Regions from separate parts of the Gossypium hirsutum genome. Here all the other regions are linked to region 2. The links are chromatin contacts, called in public Hi-C maps. All regions are on one chromosome and are shown on one strand. Each heading gives the region's core, a stretch centred on a gene start, on an enhancer-like site or on the middle of the called end of the contact. The rest is flanking DNA. Distances are from core to core; before and after follow the strand shown.

Region 1 (3,215 bases), core at 467-2,966, 170 kb after region 2:
GCCTATGTCCAACAACTTAAGTCTGAATTTGTCTGTTTGGAGACCATTTCCTTAATACGAGGTTCCAATGATCCAAAATAATTCCAGATATCAAATATCATATATAAATATCACTTCCATCATAAAAGTCTCAAGAATTGACCAAATTACCTTTTTGTGACAAAATTACCTTTTTGTGACAAAATTTCCTTTTTGTCCTTTTTTTACAATTTTCTTCTCAGAATTGATACTTAGACCAAACTCAAGCTCATAATTCATCATAAATATTTAATATAACTTTATGAGTGGTAAAAATTACACTTTGGCCCTTTTCCCAATAAAAATGAGAAAATTGCAATTCAATCTCTATATTATTCAAATTTTCCAATTTTAGTCCCCAAAAGTGATTTTCATTGCACCAAACCACATTCCAATCAATTTCATGTAAAATAATCCATAATAATTGATATTTTCCATTTTGGGTAATTTTGCACATAAGTCCTCATACTTGTCAAAATTTACAATTTGGTCCTTTTTGTCATATTTTCACTTTTACAACTCTTTTCACATATTTCCATCACCAATATCCAATGCGTTTTATAAAATTTCTTATCTGAGTCATTCCATAAATTTTTCTCATATTTTTTTCGTTATTTGAACTTGAAATTATGCCACATGTCATATCAAAATTTTCGAGGTGTTACAACGATGGTCAAATCGAACCAACCATGAGTTCTATTAATCCAACCGAATCGATTAAAATTCATTAAAAATTTATAAAAATATTAAAAAATTGATTCGACCATCAAGTCAATGATAAATCGACCTAATCTTTTGTTCCAAATTGGTATCCCAACTGATTCTCAAACCAACCGGATGATTCGATTCAGTTCCGAAATTCATAGTGTTATTAGATACTCGATAAGGGGGTATCAATACTTACCCGACAAGTATTAATACATAACCTAAAATGTGCATGAGAAAGACTTAGAAACATTTTTGAAAGGTCTTGGGTCCTTAAAAACATTTGTCTAAGGCATTTTGGAGACTTATTTTTTAGTTTTATAAAACTTAAAAATATTTTAAGTATGATGAAATCATTTTTTATTTTTATTTTTTTGCAAATTTGAAATGTGTATTTTTTAAAGAAAAAAGTTTAATATTAATTTTTAATTAAAATAATTAAAGGTATCAATTATTAGTAGAATAATATGAATCAATTTAAAATAAATCTAAAAGATATTTTGATTATACTAAAAATATGTAAATATTAATTTTAAATTTAAAGAAAGTAGAGGATCATAACTTAAAATAATTTGTACTTGAAATAATCATTAATGCTTAATTTAATAAAATATTAATATTTTATGAAAAAATGTTTAATTAATTTAATTTGATGATTTAAATGAAGGGGTGATAAGAGATGATGCTAGACACGTATCTTGTGTTATTATTTTAGACAGAAGTGAACAGTGTTTAATTTTAGACTGAAAGAGAGATGGATGCAGTGAAGTGTTGTAGTTGTATTACTTCTACTGCTTCTAAACTTCCTTCCAATCACAATCTGCCACGTTGTCTAAACGGACGTTAACGAGCCTAACCTCTCATCCCATCTCTCAAACCGTTAAAAAATGAAATAAGAAAGCAAGACAGAGAGATCCAACGGCTAGGAAGTTAGGGCCGCAACTAACGAAAATAAAAATACCATCCGGTCAACCAAGTGTTACCACCAATTATTAAAAGCCACAATGCAAACGCCATCTTCGGCCCGCGACAGCTTAGAAGATCCACCGGATTACCTGGAATCGCCGGTGACCAACCACATAGCATTAGCAACAAAGAACCAACAGCTACACCAAGTTTTTACCTTTGTTTTCCATTCCCCCGTTTCTCTCTTTTCAACGCCCATTGCCTTCTCTCTCTCTTTCTCTCTCTCTTGGATCAACCCACCCAGAAAAAATTACTAAAAAAAAGGGCAAACGCAAAGGCAAAACACAAAGAACCGTCATATTTACCATTTGTGAGAATTTCTCTTATTTTCTTTACAGTTTTCCCCTATCCTTGGTTGGACCTTTATTGTTTCTTTCTTTTATTGGTGCAATTCTTCTTCATTTCTTCTTCTCCTTCAATGAATATCGTGATACTGTTGTTGGTTTCATCTATTTATTGGTAAATTAATCAAGTTCTGATCTGGGGTTCTTTTTGGAGAGATTCCGTCAATTGCTTCAAGTGATTATAAAAAACCCATAATTTAGATGGGCTGTTGGATAGCTTGATTCGGAGGTAATTGAAGACTTAGTCATCGTATAAAGTTTTGAGTTTTTCTTTTTCTGATACCGTCTGGGTTAGTTTAGTTTGATCTGGAAGTTGACCCCGGTTCTACATATTTTAGAATTTTTACATCTTTACCCAACGAATTGGTTTCCTCAGATTTTTGAATTGTTGCCAAGGAACCCTAATGCACAAAATATAAGATTCCTTTAGGTTGGAATTTCATCGAGGCATTTGATTGCTTTGAGTAATTTTATCTGTCTGGTAATAAACTTAAGATTGGCTCCAAGCTTTGTTTGGAAGATTTCTGACAAGTTGCTTCAGGATTTGGTTGTGTTTTGAGACATTTCTCCAAGAATTTTAGAGAGGGTTGTTGAGATCTTTAATCCATGGTTGAGTAAGGAATATGGCAGCAGATATGGATATTTCAGCTCCATGTCAAATCGTAGAAGATAGTTATAGTAAGGATAATTTATCAGACATGGACAATGAAAATTTGGATAATGTAAAACGAGTCCCCCTTGGTAAACCTCCCCGCCACCTCTCAGTTATGCGCCATTCCATGGGCTCAGCCAAGTTGATTGCCGAGGCTAATCTGGTATGTTTCATCTCTAATCTTGAGCAAGATTTTTAATTGATTTCATTTGATGTGCTGTTGGATCATTAATTCAGAAGTAGCTGAAGATAACATCATATTAGCAATTTCACTCCAATAGTTTAATATGTAGCCGCTAGATTCGATGATCTTTCCTTTCCCATTTTTCACACACTTAATTTTTTCTTCAGGAATTGGATATTGGTATTATAGTCCACAAATCATCTTCTGATGAAAAGAACGAGTTTTTGCCGGTATTGCGATCAGGAAGTTGTGCTGAAATAGGACCCAAACAGTATATGGAGGATGAGCACATCTGCATAGATGATCTTATCGGACATTTGGGGACAACTGCCGAGTTTCCTTCTCC
Region 2 (3,380 bases), core at 185-2,684:
TTCTAACTAGTTCTCATTAGACTAACTAAATCGTCACACCCAAAAATAATAACTAATTTTATCAAATTACGAACTTAACTTAAACGCCTAAACAACTGGGGTGGCGTATACTCCACAGGAGAGTTTACCAAACTACTGAGCTCGCCAAACACAAGATTCGCCAGTTGATGCATTCACAGAGTCTTATACTTAGTTAAAACTAATACCTTACTCATTCAAATTTTACTTCAAATACCATATCTCTATAAATAGTAACAGAATACTAGAACTTCGTTGGGTGGGCAGTTACATATATAGTGATTAAGGACACCTCAACAACCAATTCTTCCTTAATCGTAAATAATCGTGGGAACCACCCAATGATTAACCCTTATCGAATGAATAACCCCAAAAGATGCTTTCACGACTTAATCCATCAGCGGCCTTACAAGCTAGAAGAATCATACTCTAGTTAACGATCTCAACCGCGTGAATCATTTAAATTAGATCACTTAATCCCACGACGTCACCCAACTGCACTACCAATCGAACCTCACCAACTTGTTCTTCGGTAAAGTAATTCGGCACCAAATTAATTGTACCAACTGTGTATTGTTCCCAACACTGTATAAAGGATCCTTCTTGACACAGAGCTAAAAACAATACTATGAGACGATCCTTTCTATCTCTTGACTTGGAGAAAAAACAAATACCTTAACGAGAAGGGTTAAACACGATTTCGGATCTCACAACTCAAATACCAAATTTTGGTTTACCTTTGGTTAGAAATTGATTTAGTTGCTCATAATAAAAAAAATAACAAAGGAAATATAATTGAATAAAGCGAAAAAAAATAAAATAGAAAAAGAAAAGAAAAGAAAAACAGTAGAAAGGCACAACGCCAAATTGAATAAAGCACATAAATATGTCAAGTTGGTACACTATCGATTGTCTAGGTTGATTTAACAATTTTAAGTGGATTCTCTGCCAAAAGCCATTCACTTTGCTCGGTTAAAATCAATTTGCAAGCATACAATGGGAGTTGTATCATGTTTTAGTTGAATTAATTTGATTTTAGAACGTTGGATTATATCACACTCACGTGTGTAAAAGTAAAATCTTTATGTAAAAATATGTTTATAAAAATGTTAATAATAAATGAGCTATAGGTAGAGGGGTAAAGATTTTATATACAAATTTTCGTCAATTCCAGTTTGATTCTTTGACCTCTATTATTTTTTAGTGTTTTAAATTTTTTTAATTTATATAAAAATAAAAAATAAAATATTATAATAATATTTATAATTTTTTAAAAATATTTTAAATTAAATTTATAATTTTTTCGATTAAATATATATATTTATTAAATTAATATTAAAATAACTTGTAACACTGCATGACAGAATTGGAGTATTGGACTACAAATTCTGAACCAGCACACAAACCCTCATGATGTCCCAGAACTGATAAATATCTATATTTCAGAAATATAAGTAAACAACGGGCGCCATTGAAGAAGTTAGGCCTGGCCCAACAACTTCCACCGCAGGGCTTATCAAAGTCAAAATCAACTTCCCTGCTTTCAATTCTCACCAGCTTCCTTTCCTTTGTATTTCTCTCTCTCTCTCTCTCTCTCTCTCTCTCTCTCTTAAATTATGACTATCCTCTCTAATTCTTTGGTTTTACCCACAAGTCTTCCATTCCAATTATCTTCTTCTGGTAATATAATTCCTTTACTTCATCTCTCTTCTTTTTTCCTTCTGATCTTCTTTTTTTCTGTTCATTCGTTCTAATCAACTTTATTTTAAATGGAATATAATTCAACTTCTAAGTTCTAATGCATAATAAATTAATACTCTCCTCTTCTTTCTTGCTTAGGCCGTCGGATTTATTGCACTAGCTGAAAACTTTTAGCTGCATTTAGTTCTACACTAGTCATTTCCATGATTTTTTTTGGGTTCAAGACCCTGCTTAATTTTGATTTCCCTAAACTGTACTTGTTATTTTTTATTTTTTATTCAGTGAAATAAGATAGTAATGCAGAAAAAAATTTTGAAGGAATATGATCCATCATCGCTGTATTTGTGGACTTTGATTAAATTTTCAATATTGAAGCTGTGGGAGGGTAGTAGAATAATTACAATAGGCCTTATTCATTCTTTAAATATGTTAGCATACTTGTAAAATATTTGACTTGGTGTACCCTTAAACCCTGGGGCAATAACCGACTGCAAATGCTATAAGCTAAAGATGAAAGATAACGATTGGATTCGCTAAAGGTAATAGCTTGGTTGGAATTGATTGTTTGACATGACGCTCATGATTGTTTGTTTATTTTAGTTCAGCCGTTCAGATCTTTTACAACAAGAATCTGGGTTTTAGTGTTGATTCAGATTTTTAGATTATATCATCATTATCGTCATCATGTTCATGTCCATTCTTTGAAATCAGAAAATTGGTTGTCTTTGCTCTTTATACAAACGCAAAACTAAACTAATATTAATTCTATTTTCTATTATATGTCTACACCAAAGCTGTATCATTGTTTTGTTCCTTACTTTTTTTTGTGTGTGTGTTTAGGCTCACATTTAAAGACAGCAGGGGGTGCTAGTCCCACAAACTCGTCATTCAATTCTAATGGCTTAGGAAAACTGCATCTTTCTTCCTCTAGAAGGCCAGTAGTAACAGTTCAAGCTTCCTACAGGTATCATCACTGATCACGTTCGGAGCACAAGAATGCATAATAGTACGTACAAGTAGTCCTGTAACTGGCACCTACTAATGAAAGCATTATCAACTAAATACTTAAGTTCTATGTTGGTCTAACTTTTTATTTTTCTTCAAGTGTATGTTTCAGACACATTTGGATTGGATATGGAGAGATGACACTCCAAAGACCATCCAAATACTTAGAAAATTTTGAATATACCCATGTCAAAGACATACATGTAACAGACGTTCATATCTAAGTCTTGAGTAACATACCTTAAGTTTGTTATGTTGTTTTTGGATGTTCTGTTGTGGACATTAATATTATAGAAATACTCAGTGGGAGTCTCTCTTCTTGTGTCCTTAGTGATGGTGAAAGACCAAGCAGTGCAAGCATCTTTGTTGGAGGTTTTATTTTGGGAGGACTTGTGGTTGGTGCACTTGGATGTGTATTTGCTCCCCAGGTGATATTAGCATTGCAAATGGATGCAAAATTGCACTAAAATATCTCCTTGTTTCTCCATTATGTATATTTGTTATCTGTTCGAGTGAAATAAAACACCTCCATTGATTCATCAATTCGTTCTGGTTTTATAGTTTCTGATTTTTCTATTTAGATGATTCAGACCTGCAGAACTCTGGGAAATATTATTTGTGTTTGGCTTTTTGTATAACCTGCACTATTTATTTTC
Region 3 (3,442 bases), core at 657-3,156, 190 kb after region 2:
CCATTTAAGACAATAAACAAAAAGATATTAATAATAATGATGGAGTTTTATTAAACCAATTTGTTTGAAAAATTTCAAGTACATAGACGTAATCACTACACTAAGGATGCTAGATCCCAACTCCAGTTGCATTTATAGATTTGATTAATCGTATCTTCCAACAATATGTTGATCAATTTTTGGTGGTGTTCATTGATAATATTTTAGTGTATTCGAGGTCTAAGGATGATAATGATAGACATCTTCGAGTTGTTCTATAGATTCTCTGAGAAAAGAAGTTATCTGTAAAGTTGAGTAAACGTGATTTCTAGTTGTCAAAAGTGATTTTTCTTGGTCATCTTATTTTGAGGTTGGTGTTAAAGTTAACCTTAAGAAGATAGAAGCTATCCTGGAGTGGAAAGAACCTAAGAATGTTATCGAGGTTAATAGTTTCTTGGGTTTTAGCTGGATTTTATTGTCACTTTGTTAAGGGTTTTTCCATGATTTCCATTCCGTTGAAGAAATTGTTGTAAAGAGGTAACCATTTGAGTGGAATGAGAAGCATCAGGAGAGTTTCGAGTAATTAAAGGTTATTTTAACAAAGGCTCTTGTTTTGAATCAACCAGAATTAAGGGAAAGACTATTATTTACGATGATGCTTCATATACTGGTTTAGGATGTATAATGATGCAAGAGGGGAAGGTAGTGACATATGCTACAAGGCAATTGAAAAATCATGAGCGAAACTATCTAACTCATGATTTAGAGTTGGTGATGGTAGTATTTGCATTAATGATATGACGACACCATCTGTATTGTAAGAAGTTTTATATATACATTAATTACAAGAGTCCTAAATATCTCTTAACTCAGAATAAGTTGAACTTGAGATAGTGAAGATGGATTGAACTATTAAAGGATTATGATTATATTATTGATTATTATCTGGGCAAGACAAATGGTGGTGTTGATGCTTTGAGTAAGAAGTTATTGGTAGACTTGAGAGCTGTGTTTGCTCGGTTATAGTTGGTGGATGATGGTGGTCTTTTGGCTGAATTGCAAGTTAAGCAAATTAGAAGTTGTTAGCAAATTAGAGATAAACAATTGGTTGATGTGAAGTTGTTAGCAATGAGAAGGTAATTTGAGGAAAATAGAGCTAATGACTGTGATATCGATATAATGATGGTCGTTTGATGTTCTAAAAGAGGATTTATGTGACTAGTGATGAGGAGTTGAAGCATGAGATACTTCAAGAGGCTCCCAGTAGTTTCTATGCCATACATCCTGGAGATAACAAGATGTGCCATAATTTGAAAGGTTTGTATTGGTGGTTCGATATGAAAAGGAAGGTTATTGAGTATGTTGCAAAATATTTGACTTGTCAACAAGTCACAATTGAGCATTAGTTTCTATTGAGTTTACTTTAGTTGACTGCAATACCAAATACGATGATTTTTTTGATTAGGCTGCCTTTGACTTTGAAGAAAAGAGAAACAATTTAACTAATATTAGTGTGAAATATTTTCACATCGCTATGACAATGCGACTACCATGAAATAGCGACAGGTATACCACTATAGTGCTGCTTTTCGAAACCATTCTTTGCACTGCCCAACAAGTCAATCACAAGCATTGAAAGAAGAAGGAATTCAAAGATTCCTAGCTTACAACCCTAGTAACAGTAAACGTAGCCTTACGATTCTATTAAAAGATTATGTAGATGAGTATAAGTTTTGTTTTTAATCTTGGATGAATAGAGTAATTTGAGTGGCGGTGTGGCGTAAAGTTGAGCTGAAAATGGACTTGGGGAGCCATTTTAAGGTCCATGTATGAGGCCCTGAAATAAATGGATTGGGCTAGAATCAGGGGAAGGGCCCATTAAATCACGAATCAGGTGAGAGAGAGAAGAAGCACAGAGGAAGCACAACAAAAGAAAGAGGTGAGAATCTGGAAAGCCAAAAAGATTAGGAGTGACACAGCCAATAACATAAAAGCACACAGATCGATGACGTGGCATGAAAATTCCCAATCCCGCCTAAACCCCCTCAATTCTCATTTCGCGTGCAATTGAATTTCAATTTGCCCAAAACTTAATATCTCCGCTTTCGAGATTCGGCCTCTCAACTCAACCCTCCTCTATTCTCAATACATCTCTATTTCTATCGCACTTTTATTCCCCAATTCCTCTCTCCCTCTCTCATCCGTAACTCTAACCCTAGCCCTCTATCAGGTATTTCCCCATCGATTTTTATCGAATTTCCACTTCTTTCTATCGATTTCATCTGCTTTTTCACTCATCTGCGATTTCATTTGCAGGATTCAAACATGAAAGGAGGTAAATCCAAGTCGGATGCCAAGAGCGCCAAGTAAGCTTTTCTCCTTTCGGCTCTTCAGATCGCGTGTTCTAGGACCTCAGATCGTGATGTGTATTAACGTTTCCTATTATTTGACTTATATTTTTTTTAAATTTTTTGGTTCGTTTGTAGGCTCTCCGTGAATAAGAAATCAATCACGAAAGCTGGAAAGAAATCGGGGAAGGCAGCTAAGGATCCAAACAAGCCAAAGAGGCCTGCTAGCGCCTTCTTCGTTTTCATGTAATCATTCATGAATCTCTCCTGTATTTGTCGGTTTTCTTTAAATTTTTTGGTTTGTTCCGTTTGCTTCGTGGAAAACTCTGGCGTTTATATTCTTCGTAAAAACCACAATCGAAGAGGTGAATTGAACGATTCTTCTTATTGTCAAAGCAAAGTTGATCTTCGAGGATGAGATTACTATTTACATTCATATTTCATCTAATTTGTTAATGTTGATTTCGTGATAAAAGGGAGGAGTTCCGCGAGCAATACAAGAAGGAGCACCCTAAAAACAAGTCCGTTGCTGCTGTAAGTATGACCATTTTCTTTTTTGGATTTTCTTACAGGTTTCTTTCCTTTTTATTTATTTATTTATTTTCTTAATTTCTCTTTTGGATTCAAATTCAGGTTGGCAAAGCTGGTGGAGATAAATGGAAGAGCCTTTCTGAAGCTGTAAGTATTTTTCTATGTTCAGTACTGAAAATAATCTTCAACATACATGCAAATGTGCATCATGATTAATGTAAAATAAATGATTTTAGGAAAAGCGACCTTATGTTGATAAGGCAGAGAAACGAAAGGTCGAGTATGAAAAGAACATGAAAGCCTACAATAAGAGACAGGTGATTTGCTGTTATCTTTTGTTTATACATATTATTTGACGATTTAAAAGTTAATAAACTTTTTGGATTAATTCCAGGCTGAGGGTCCCCAAGAAGATGAGGAGGAATCTGAGAAGTCTGTATCTGAGGTGAATGATGAAGAAGAAGATGATGATGAAGGCAGTGGAGACGTGAGTTGCAATTAGTATAAGTTTTGTGTCACTGATCTTCTGGCTTATTTTGGACCCTATTGATTCGGGTTTCTCTTTTTTGATAAATGCAGGAGGA

The links. Hi-C and Micro-C count contacts between places; a contact is called where the count stands out from the background.
Region 1: a Hi-C map of leaf shows a contact between it and region 2, with 3 times the contacts expected there. The contact joins the promoter of LOC107939995 here to the promoter of LOC107892532 in region 2. A contact is called at or near these places in 15 of 34 Hi-C or Micro-C datasets (callus, hypocotyl, leaf and 1 more).
Region 3: a contact with region 2 is called in a Hi-C map of leaf, with 3 times the contacts expected there. The contact joins the promoter of LOC107939996 here to the promoter of LOC107892532 in region 2. A contact is called at or near these places in 7 of 34 Hi-C or Micro-C datasets (callus, hypocotyl, leaf and 1 more).

Annotation. Positions count from the first base shown.
Region 1 is chrA02:33,694,956-33,698,170 of Gossypium_hirsutum_v2.1, reverse strand. LOC107939995 (probable protein phosphatase 2C 27) reads left to right here and starts at 1,716. Exons shown (of 4, transcript XM_016873405.2): 1 at 1,716-2,848; 2 at 3,037-3,215. The coding sequence starts at 2,657.
Region 2 is chrA02:33,867,408-33,870,787 of Gossypium_hirsutum_v2.1, reverse strand. It overlaps LOC107892532, which reads left to right and starts at 1,434. Exons shown (of 5, transcript XM_016817605.2): 1 at 1,434-1,698; 2 at 2,560-2,683; 3 at 3,056-3,152. The coding sequence starts at 1,635.
Region 3 is chrA02:33,676,909-33,680,350 of Gossypium_hirsutum_v2.1, reverse strand. LOC107939996 (high mobility group B protein 3) reads left to right here and starts at 1,906. Exons shown (of 8, transcript XM_016873406.2): 1 at 1,906-2,209; 2 at 2,296-2,345; 3 at 2,466-2,573; 4 at 2,804-2,861; 5 at 2,961-3,005; 6 at 3,095-3,175; 7 at 3,253-3,345; 8 at 3,438-3,442. The coding sequence starts at 2,305.